2 separate regions of the Sus scrofa genome follow, and region 2 is linked to region 1. A link is a contact called in public Hi-C data. All regions are on one chromosome and are shown on one strand. The core of a region is the stretch at or near the end of the contact, and the rest is flanking DNA. Distances in the headings are between cores, read along the strand shown.

Evidence for each region. A called contact is a pair of places that touch in the nucleus more often than the background predicts.
Region 2: a contact with region 1 is called in a Hi-C map of alveolar macrophages, with 2.4 times the contacts expected there. The contact joins two enhancer-like sites. A contact is called at or near these places in 1 of 5 promoter capture datasets (liver), 20 of 47 Hi-C or Micro-C datasets (alveolar macrophages, blood, brain and 12 more) and 2 of 2 datasets of contacts at active chromatin or transcription factors (alveolar macrophages and skeletal muscle).

Annotation. Positions count from the first base shown.
Region 1 is chr17:11,007,601-11,013,095 of Sscrofa11.1, forward strand. KAT6A (histone acetyltransferase KAT6A) reads right to left here. Exons shown (of 20, transcript XM_021078038.1): 17 at 3,014-3,323; 18 at 1-557. Among named protein-coding and RNA genes, the nearest start is that of ANK1, 25 kb to the left of the region's middle. Within about 2 kb of position 2,966, at least 3 of the 83 cell types and tissues checked have an H3K27ac peak or open chromatin away from gene starts, as enhancers often do. A contact at or near this core is called in alveolar macrophages, where this site is marked.
Region 2 is chr17:11,148,351-11,153,373 of Sscrofa11.1, forward strand. No RefSeq gene overlaps it. Among named protein-coding and RNA genes, the nearest start is that of AP3M2, 16 kb to the right of the region's middle. Within about 2 kb of position 1,656, at least 55 of the 83 cell types and tissues checked have an H3K27ac peak or open chromatin away from gene starts, as enhancers often do. A contact at or near this core is called in alveolar macrophages, where this site is marked.

The DNA of each region.
Region 1 (5,495 bases), core at 1,716-4,215:
TGCGTCCTCCTCCTCCTCCTGCTCACGCCGCTCCAGCTCCCGCGGCTCCTCCACCACCGGCCGCTGCTCTGCGGGGACCCGGGGCTTCTCCTCCTCCTCCCCTGCCTCGGGTTCCTTGGCTTCTGCCTCGGGGCTGCTGCTGTCCACCGGAGACCCCGCCCGGACACCACTGCTGGCTGTGTCCTCCTCCTCCCCATCCTCGCCATCCTCTGCTTCCGCCGGCAGCTCCTCCTCTTCCTTCCTTTCCTCAGTTAAAGGCAAGTCGTCTTTTGGTTCAACAGTTTCTTCATTCTCTTGAATTTTGGATTTACGTCCAGGTTTAGGAAGGGGGACAACGGGCTCAACAACGCATTCTTGAGCAGACACGGGCACCATCTCCCGACTCAACTTGAGTCCTGGCTTGCGACCAGGTCTCTTCTTCCAGTGCACTGGCTTGCGGCTCTTGCCTTTGGGCCACCCCTTCTTCTTTTTCATGGGCGTGGATGTATCTGGCTCCAGAGGAGAATCCTTCACATCACATTTTCTCAATAGAGATACTGGCTTTAGGATAGGAGTGTCTGCACAGGAGGGATTAAAAAAAAAAAAAAAAAGATTACAGGATCTTGTGAGATAACCCATACAAGAGAAATGAGTAATCATCCCAAACTCCTGATTATCTTCATTTTCAGGTTAAGAAAATCTCAGGAAAAACCTAATTACTGAGATCTTCTCAAGTCACATAATGGAACTGACAGAACAATGAAAGAATCCTACCCACTAACTAGTTCAAGGCAGTGCAAGTTTATCACTACCAACCGTATAGCTTTGGGAAGTTACTCTAAGATTCAGTTTCGTATCTAGAAAACGGAGATAAGCTTTACAAAGATGCATATACTAAACAGTCCTTATAGCTACTTCATGTATTTATTTATTTATGGCTGCACCCTGGGCATATGGAAGTACCCAGGCCAGGGACGGAATCTGAGCAGCTGCTGCAACCTACGCCTCAGCTGTTGTGGGATCCTTTAACCCACTGAGCCACCCAGGGACTGAATGCATGCCGCTGCAGCAACCCCTGCCACTGCAGTTGGTGCAGTTGGATTCTTTTTTTTTTTTAAGGGCTGTACCCACGGCATATGGAAGGTCCCAGGCTTGAGGTCGAATTGGAGCTGTAGCTGCCATCCTACATCACAGGCACAGCAATGCCAGATCCAAGCTGCATCTGCAACCTACACCACAGCTCACCGCAATGCCAGATCCTTAACCCACGGAGCAAGGCCAGGGACTGAACCTGTGTCCCCATGGATACTAGTTAGGTTTGTTACTGCTGGATTCTTAACCCACTGCACCACTGTGGGAACTCCCTTACAACTACTGTAGACAAGCTGTCTTTGCTGTTTAAATTACAAATCAGCTCATTGCTTTTTTTTTTTTTCTGTTCGCCATTTGTATTACTGCTCTGGGTTTCTTAGTTTCTACCAAAATCATTATTTCAGGTAATATCGTAAGCCAATGATTCTAGGCCACGACTGAACAATCCCACATTGTTCCCAACCAAAGTGTTTGTACAGGAATAGCTGCAAGGCATGTAGTCCTGGACAAATACTGACCTGAAGCAAAAGTTAAAGTACCAATGACAATGGTTTATCAGAAATAAATTTGATATCAGCATTATATTCTCATTAATTTTTTCTACTTCTAAAAACTGGAGTATCATATATATTCATATATGAATGAATATATGCACAGCATATAAAGTTCACCATTTTAACCATTTTTAGATACTACAGTTTGGTGTGGAATTAAGTACATTCACATTTCCCATTACTTTTTAAAGGGAAGAACACCAATGTAAGAATGGAATTTTGGGGAGTGCAGGGGGGAACCAGTGGGACTAAAAGGTATAGTTAGCAGTAATAACCTGAAAACAAAGGTAATGGCTACTTTAGAGAAAACTTTGTCCAACAGGAACTTAGAGATTATTTTAATCTGCAATGATCCAAGATAGAATTTTAATAAAGTGCCACATTTTTTACAATATCAATTTTTAGTTCTATATCTCAAAATGTAATTCTGGAAAATCATTCAGAATAAAGCAAAAAATTTATTCATCTTATCACTACATTAAAAGTACATAAAAATATAAGACTGGAGAAAATGCTAGATTTGAAATTGAATTTATTTTTAAAAGGAGAATAAAAGCTCAACTAGTTGGTACATAAAAGCTACAGATTTATGTACCAAGCAAAGCAAAGCAGCTCAGTTTGAGCCCATCAAGGCAATCACTGCAGACAGAGGCAGAGTGACACAGGGGCAAAAACTTCAGGCTAAGATGCGAATGACTAGTTTGAGACCCAAGTCATATATGAGCTCATTTTTTAATCTCTAAAGAGGAAATGACAAGGCTAATCACTGGATTTTTAGCTATGCCATAAAATTTAACTTATTTTTAGGTACAGTTACCTTTCATTAGAAATTTACTAATAAATATCTATTATACTACTAGCTAAGACATAATAGAAATATGATTCAGGAACAGATTTGAAGTGAGTCCAAACTGACATGTATCTGACCTTATTTAAGAACTACCTTCTAAGCACCTATTTATTTAACAATATTTACTGAGTGCCTCTTTTAAGCATTCAGCATACATAATTAGCAAAACACACTGTGTCTATAGACTGCACATTCTAGGAAAGGGTTATTAATTAGATATTTTCCTTATGCTAAGTCTAATCTACCCATTAACAAATGATTCAGATAACGGCTGAGAGAAAATTAGGCAAAAAAGAACAATTTCCTAACAGCAAGATATTTTCTACAGAGGCAAAAAAGGTTGTAAGTTGAAGGAGGAACTAGGAAAAAGCATTTTTATAAAAGGACAAAGAACTGAAAAAGAAAATGAGAATGAATACACTTCCTACAACTCTTTAGAAGCTACAAGCTGTCCTGCACATGCCCAGTGGGTCATGTCTGTCTTCAGCCCTTTCTGTTGCAAGAGAACTGCAATAAGCAACAGGTCTGTGAAACATACCATCAACATCGTCTGACTCTTCGTCATCGTCTTCATCTTTTGACTTCCTCTTAGAAGCAGATCGACACCTGAGAACATCTTGGGAGGACAAGCGACGGAAGTACCCTCTAGAGAAGAGCTCATTCTCATCCTCTTCCTCCTCCTCGTCAATCTCAAATGTGGGTTCTAACCTTGGCATCGGCCTTTCCGAGTCAGAGTCTTCAAAAGGCTCGTCTAATACCTCTGTGGTCTCAGAAATGGTCTCTGTGACCACACTGCTATTGTGGTGTTTGCGCTTTCGGACTCGCCTTCTTCGGTGAAGAATTGGTTTCTATTTAAAAGAGAAAGAAAGCATTTTATTGACAGTAATGAATGCTATCATTTCCACTAATAACACAATTAATAGTTTTTAAACCTAATAGGATTAACACATATAAAATGAGGATGCTGTTTGCCAAAAGACATTTTGAATGTTATTTCAAAATACTAGAGTAAGATACTATACCTAAAGTATCACAGACACAAATTATCACTGAATACAACTTTGTAAAAAAATAGAGACAGGCGCACCCAAAGAGCAGGTATTACTAACAGTTCCATTAATTTTAACACCCTAGGGAGCTGCTTATTTCAATACTGAAATGACACAGAGCCTAGTCCCTTAAATTCTCTTTCCACAAAAGAAAACAAAACAAAACAAAACAAAACAAAACAAAACAAAACACTTTGTCTCACAGCTCTACTGTGCAGGTCAGCAGAACCATTAGGAATGCTGTACACTGTTTTCAGGAGCTATCCACAAAGAGTCACAGAGCAGCGTGGGAATTCAGAGTCAGTACAGATTTCCTTGGTATTGGTGAGAATTTCAAAAGTAAAATAAATCTGTTATTGGAATTTGGCACATTAGACACAACTGTGTACTAGGGTTGATTTAACACCTTAGATCATATAATATTAGATATCACATCACCAAAACTGATCTACTTCAATCACCTCATTCTAGAGAGGCCAGAGAAGTTATAGGACCTGCTTTAAGGTCATATCCAGTCAGTATAGAAATGGCTGTAAAATAGCTTGACTCCGAGTCAAGTGAATTTTTTCAAAACTTCATGTCCGAGTATCTTATACATGATCTCACTGCCTATTATAATACTGTTTTTTTTTTTTTTTTTTTTTTCTTTTAAAGACCAAACCTGTGGGCTGGGAAATTCCTGGGCTAGGGGTCAAACCAGGGGTACAGCTGAGGCCTACGCCACAGCTACACCAACACCAGATCTGAGCCACATCGGAGATCTATGCCACAGCTTGTGGCAACACTGGATCCTTAACCCACTGAGTGAGGCCAGGGATCGAACCTGCATCCTCACAGACACTATGTCCAGTTCTTAACCTGCTGAGCCACAACAGGAACTCCCTATTGTCTTTTTACATGGGGAAATAGTATAATTTCATCTTATAAATAGACAATATAAGCCTAAGATTGCAAAGATATATTATTCATAGTTATATAAAGAATAGTAGAATTTTTCTCTACTTTAAATTTAGTAGTCCTTCTAGTTGAGAACACAATTTTCAAACTAGATTAAACATGGCCCTACTCTTTGAAGAAATGTCTGATTATAGGATTGGGGCATGATAAACACAACATGAACCTGGAATTTTTTTTTTTTTTTTTTTTTTGGTCTTTTTGCCTTTTCTAGGGCCACACAGGCACCAACTGGAGATTCCCAGGCTAGGGGTTCAATCGGAGCTGTAGCCACTGGCCTACACCACAGCCATAGCCACGCAAGATCCTTAACCCACTGAGCAAGGCCAGGGATCGAACCCGCAACCTCATGGTTCCTAGTCAGATTCGCTAATCACTGAGCCATGATGGGAACTCCTGGAATATTTTGTAGCACAAAAATGTAAGGAAGTACTCAAAACAAAACAACTTCACAATGATGAGGGTTTGCACATTGAGCAAAAGCAGAAAAAGCTCCTAATGGCTGAATCTGGAATAATTTGAGCAACAAATTAATAAATGAAGTGGCAGAACTTTGATTATAACTCAAAGTATAAAGTAAATATCTCTGAGCCCATACTAATATAAATAAATGCCTGAATAAATAAACAGATGAAGAAGAACAGATAAATCTCTTAAGCAGCATTCCAAATAATTAATACAGATATGCTGCTCTTAGGGAGTAGAATATAACTCCCCACATCTCAAGTGTGGCTGCGGGCAGTAACTTCTTTCCAAAGAGTACAGTACGGGAAAGGGTGTGGAAAAAAAGGAGTAACTCTACAGTGGAGGAAGCTGACAAACAACCAGAGCCAGATAAGTGAGGTTAACATAACAGTGAGAGGGCACACTGATGGCAAATCCCCTTGTAGTGGGTATATCGGTGAATACTGATGGCTTTTATGCTGCGATGACGGCACTTCACCTCTGTGGTCTTCTTTGCAAAACACATCACCCCTTCTAATATCCGGCTAGTACTCCTCAAAACTGCCAAGGCCA
Region 2 (5,023 bases), core at 406-2,905, 140 kb after region 1:
CAGGTTCAATCCTCAGCCCGGCACAGTGGGTAAATGATCTGGTGTTGCTGTAGCTATAGCTCAGATTCAATCACTGGCCCAGGCTCTGGGGTGACCATAAAAAAATTTTAATACTTGGTAAAATTTAATTAATTAATTAATTATTCTTTTTACAATTGCACCTGCGGTATATGGAAGTGCCCAGGCTAGGGGTCCAATTGGAGCTGTAGCTGCCAGCCTACGCCACAGCCACACCAACACCAGATTGAGCTGCACCTGTGACCTCTACCACAGCTTGTGGCAATGCTGGATACTTAACCCAATGAGCAAGACCAGGGATCAAATCCTCATCCTCACAGGCACTATGTCAGGTTCTTAACCCGCTGAGCCACGATGGGAACTCCCCTTATTAAAATATTTTTAAAAAGAGCTCAGACACTTTATGGAGAATTCCCAATCTCATTAGATAGTGTTCAGATGCAATTTTAAAGTTATTTAAATATTTTTTGGGGTTTTTTTTCTTTCTTTTTTCTTTTAGTTACCCAATGAATTTTATTACATTTATAGTTGTACAATGATCATCACAACCCAATTTTATAGCATTTCCATCCCAAACCCCCATCCCATCTCCCACCCTCCAAAAAGTTATTTAAAGATTTTTTGGATAATACATGGTACACAGGACAAAAATCCAAAAGGTATAAAAGACTATAGGATGAAAAGGATGTTTTCTCCATCACCTCGCTGTACATTCCTGTCCCACAGTTACTGTCCTAAGAAGCAACCGCTTCCTGGCATGCAAACACACACACACACACACACACACGTGCACAGCGGTGTGTGTGTACACACCCGTCCACATGCTACTCATGCTGTTCTGCATTTTGCTTTATAACTTAGAATAGACGGAACATTCCCTGAGCTCCGCATATAGAGCTGCCTTGTGATTTTAACAGCCGCTTAACATTTCATCAGACGGATGTACCCCACATTATTTAACCAGCCCTCAGGGACCAACTTTTCGGTTGTCTCCAAGTGTTTGCTGTTGTAAGGAAACGTGCCACGCTGCCTTGTAACTTTTAATCTTCATTACCCTGTAGCTTTGTACTCCTTTTTCTTCCAGCACGACTGCAAAGTCATTCTGCGGGGTTTTCTCCAGGCCCTAGATCTCAGCAAGTACTTGTGTGGTTCCTCCAGAATCCTTGTTATCAGTCTCCAGTTCACCTGCTGGCCCAGGCCTGTGTGTATGTGTGTGTGTGTGTGTCTCCCGCTGATTTCCAGACCCAGGTGGCACCCAGTGTGTGCGCATGTATATATGTGTCTGTGTCTGTGTGGCAGCTGTGCTACCAAGCCCGTGTGTGTGTGTGTGTGTGCGCGCGCGCGTGCGCGCCTACTGGCTGTGTTGCCAGGCCTCTGTGTGTGTGCTTGCTGGGCTACCAAGCCCGTGTGTGTGTGTGTGTGTGTGTGTGTGTGTGTGTGTGTGTGTGTGTGTGTGCCCCGCACGTGTTCTCCGCTGCTGGCTGCACGCCCGCGAAGGAAGGGACGGGGAGGGGCGAGTGACCGCAGGTTCCCGGCGCAGAGCGAGCAGAACCCAGACAGCCCGGCGATCTCGGGCCTAAGGCTCGGGAGGACGCCACCAGCCACGGTCCACAGCCCTCCGGAAGCCGGGGAGGTGTTTAAAGGTGTCTCAGAAACAGGCACAGCCCGGGCAGCCCGCCTGAGGAACAATGGGTCCTTTCAGCCACCCCTTTAGATGGATGGCCCGTCACCATGACAACCACCATTGTGGGAAGTCGGAGCGGTCCCGGCCCCGCCGCTCCCCCGGCGCCCCTCCCCCGGCCCCGCCGTATGGTGTGTGTGGCACTGGCAGCTGTTGTCAAAAGAAGGCACCTCTTTGTCTCCAGGGGATGAAAGACATTTGGTTTTCATCGCCCCCCTTCTCTCCGCGCCAACTCCTCTACCCGCGCCCGGAGCCGCGACCCCAGAAGATGCCCGCAGTCCCCGCCCGGAGTTTTGGTCTAAATTTCCTCTGGGATTTACTCTTCCTGAAGCATTTCTGCCATTTCTCCGAAATCTTTGAGTCCCCAGAAGTCCCATTCTCAAGTGTGATGTCCTAACTAGGGGAACTCACTTTGGACTTCCCGGTTGCTTTTTTCAACTCCGCTCCGGGAGTCCCGGCGCCAGCCCTTCTCCCCTCAGACCTAACAGCGCCACCTTCCGTAGCCGAGAGCTCATTGCTGTCCTGGCCCCGGCCCGCGGACGCTCTCGGCGCCCAAGTTGCAGGTCAGGTCTGTTCCTCAGAGCAAGAACAGGTAGGTTAACTGTCCTGCGGATCTCAACTTCAAACAGCCGGAAGCTTTCTGGCAAAAAAAAAAAAAAAAAAAAAAAAAAAAAGCCATATAATAACAATATGACCTGTATTTTGATCAGACCTCTTATGTATTTTTAAATTTTTTCTTTTGAGGGAAGCACCTGTGGCATATGGAAGTTCCTGTACTAGGGGTAGAATCGGAGCTGCACCTGCCCACCTACACCACAGCCAGAGCCATAATAACACCCGATCCAAGCCAAGCCACGTCTGCCACCTCCAAGTCAGCTTGCAGCAACTTAATCCACTGAGTGAGGCCAAGGATTGATCCCACATCCTTCCTCATGGATACTAGTCAGGTTCACTACCCACTGAGCCACAATAGGAACTCCCAGACTTCTTTTCTATTTTTTATTTATTTTTATATTTTACTTTTTTGTCTTTCTAGGGCTACACCCCTGACATATAGAAGTTCCCAGGCTAGGGGTGGAATCTGAGCTGTAGCTGCCCGCCTGCACCACAGCCACAGCAGGCGGGATCCCAGCTACATCTTCGACCTACACCACAGCTCACCGCAAAGCTGGATACTTAACTCAGTGATTGAGGCCAGGGATCAAACCCGCATCCTCATGGATATTAGTTGGGTTAGTTACTGCTGAGCCACGATGGGCACTTCCGGTCTTCTTTAAAAAAAAAAAAAAAAATTATTTTCTTTAAGTATAATTAATTTACACTGTTGTGTTAATAACGAGACTTCTAGCTGAAATGTATTACTAAACTATTTTTTTAAAGTTTTCTGAGTTCCCATTGTGGCTCAGCTGGTTAAGAAACTGACATAGTGTCTATGAGGCTGAGGGTTTGATCCTTGGCCTTGCTCGGTAGGTTAAGGATCCGGCATTGCTGCAAGCTGCAACATAGGGTCACAGATATGCCTTGGATCTGGCATTGCTGTGGCTGCGGTGTAGACCTCAGCTTCAGCTCTAATTTGACCCCTAGCCTGGGAATGTCCATACGTCCTAAAAAGAAAAAAGAATAAACTTTTTTATGACTTTTCAGGAATACCTAAATGTGATTTCCTTTATTTTGTCGGTGAAGGAAGTTTATAAAAATTAAATTTAAAAATGAAAAAAAAATCTGCTAACCCTGTGTCTGGGATTTGAAGTTGGTAGGATCACTACTCCTATAATCTGCACCAGAGATCTTAAAATTGGAACAGATGGTGTTTTCCAGACCTATCTGTAAAGAAAAAAAGCTTATAGTGGTGAGAGAAAAAGCAAGGTAGGAGGAGTTCCCACTGTGGCTCAGCCATAAGGAACCCAACTAAGTATCCTGGCCTTGCGCAGTGGGTTAAAAATCCAGCATTGCCGTGAGCTGTGGTGAAGGTTGCAGACGAGACTTAGATCCCAACTTGCCGTGGCTGTGGTGTGGGCCTAGCAGCTGCAGCTCCAATTGACCCCCTAGCCTGGGAACTTTCATATGCTGCAGGGACAGCCCTAAAAACCAAAAAAAAAAAAAAAAAAAAAAAAGAGGAGGAGGAAGTGGAATATTGCACAGAAGAGGAAAATGCAGGGCCTGGGATGGTGATTGCCAATGTAGAATGAAAGAGAGAGAGAGCAAAGCTGGGTCTAGAAGCTGTTATGGAGATAAAGACGTGCTTAGGATTCTGTGTGGGTAGGAAAAATAATCAGAGTACTCATTAAATTCTATCTAATATTCAAAGGGTAGATGCCATAGAGGGAGAAATGTAAAGGTAACTGTATTAGCTCCCATCAAGTCCTTCTAGTGTTATTTTTGAATAAAGTTTTGAGAGTTCCCACTGTGGCTCAGCAGTAATGAACCTGACTAGTATCCGTGAGGATTTGGGTTCAATCCTTGGCCTTGCTCGGTGGGTTAAGGATCCTGTGTTGCTGTGAGCTGTGACGTAGATTGAAAGATTTGGCTTGGATCTGGCATTGCTGTGGCTGTGGTGTAGGCCAGAAGCTGCAGCTCCAATTCGACCCCTAGTCTGGAAATGTCCATATGCTAAAGGTGTGGCCCTGAAAAAAAAAAAAAGAAAGAAAAAAGAGCAAATTTTTTTTTTAACATTTTGATGGGACATTTAAAATCTTTGGGACTCTTAAAATCTTAAAAGTATGACAAGTGTAAGAGAAAGGAAGTTCAGCAGGTGACTGACAAGAGGTACATTTTTCTGGTCTTTGCTTCCAGTTACCAACAATTACTTTTGGTAAACAGGAAGCAGCCACGTCTGGCACACAGGAAACAAGTATTTGCAAAACAAGGGGTTGCTTTTTTTTTTTCCCTGAGCATAATTTTTATCTAAATAACTACCTAGAAAATAATAAGGATGTTACACCAAAAACTTTTCTTTACAATCCAAGCTCCTTTTTCCACCAACATGGCCGAATACATTTTGGAGGAAATCCTGTCAATTTTCCTATGTGATCTGATGCATATTTGCCCAGTGATTTCAAATGAGAGTCACTCGGAGTTCCCGTCGTGACGCAGTGGTTAACGAATCCGACTAGGAACCATGAGGTTGCGGATTCGGTCCCTGCCCTTGCTCAGTGGGTTAAGGATCCGGCGTTGCCGTGAGCTGTGGTGTAGGTCGCAGACGCAGCTCGGATCCCGCGTTGCTGTGGCTCTGGCGTAGGCTGGTGGCTATGGCTCTGATTCGACCCCCTAGCCTGGGAACCTCCATATGCCGCGGGAGCGGCCCAAGAAATAGCAAAAAAGACA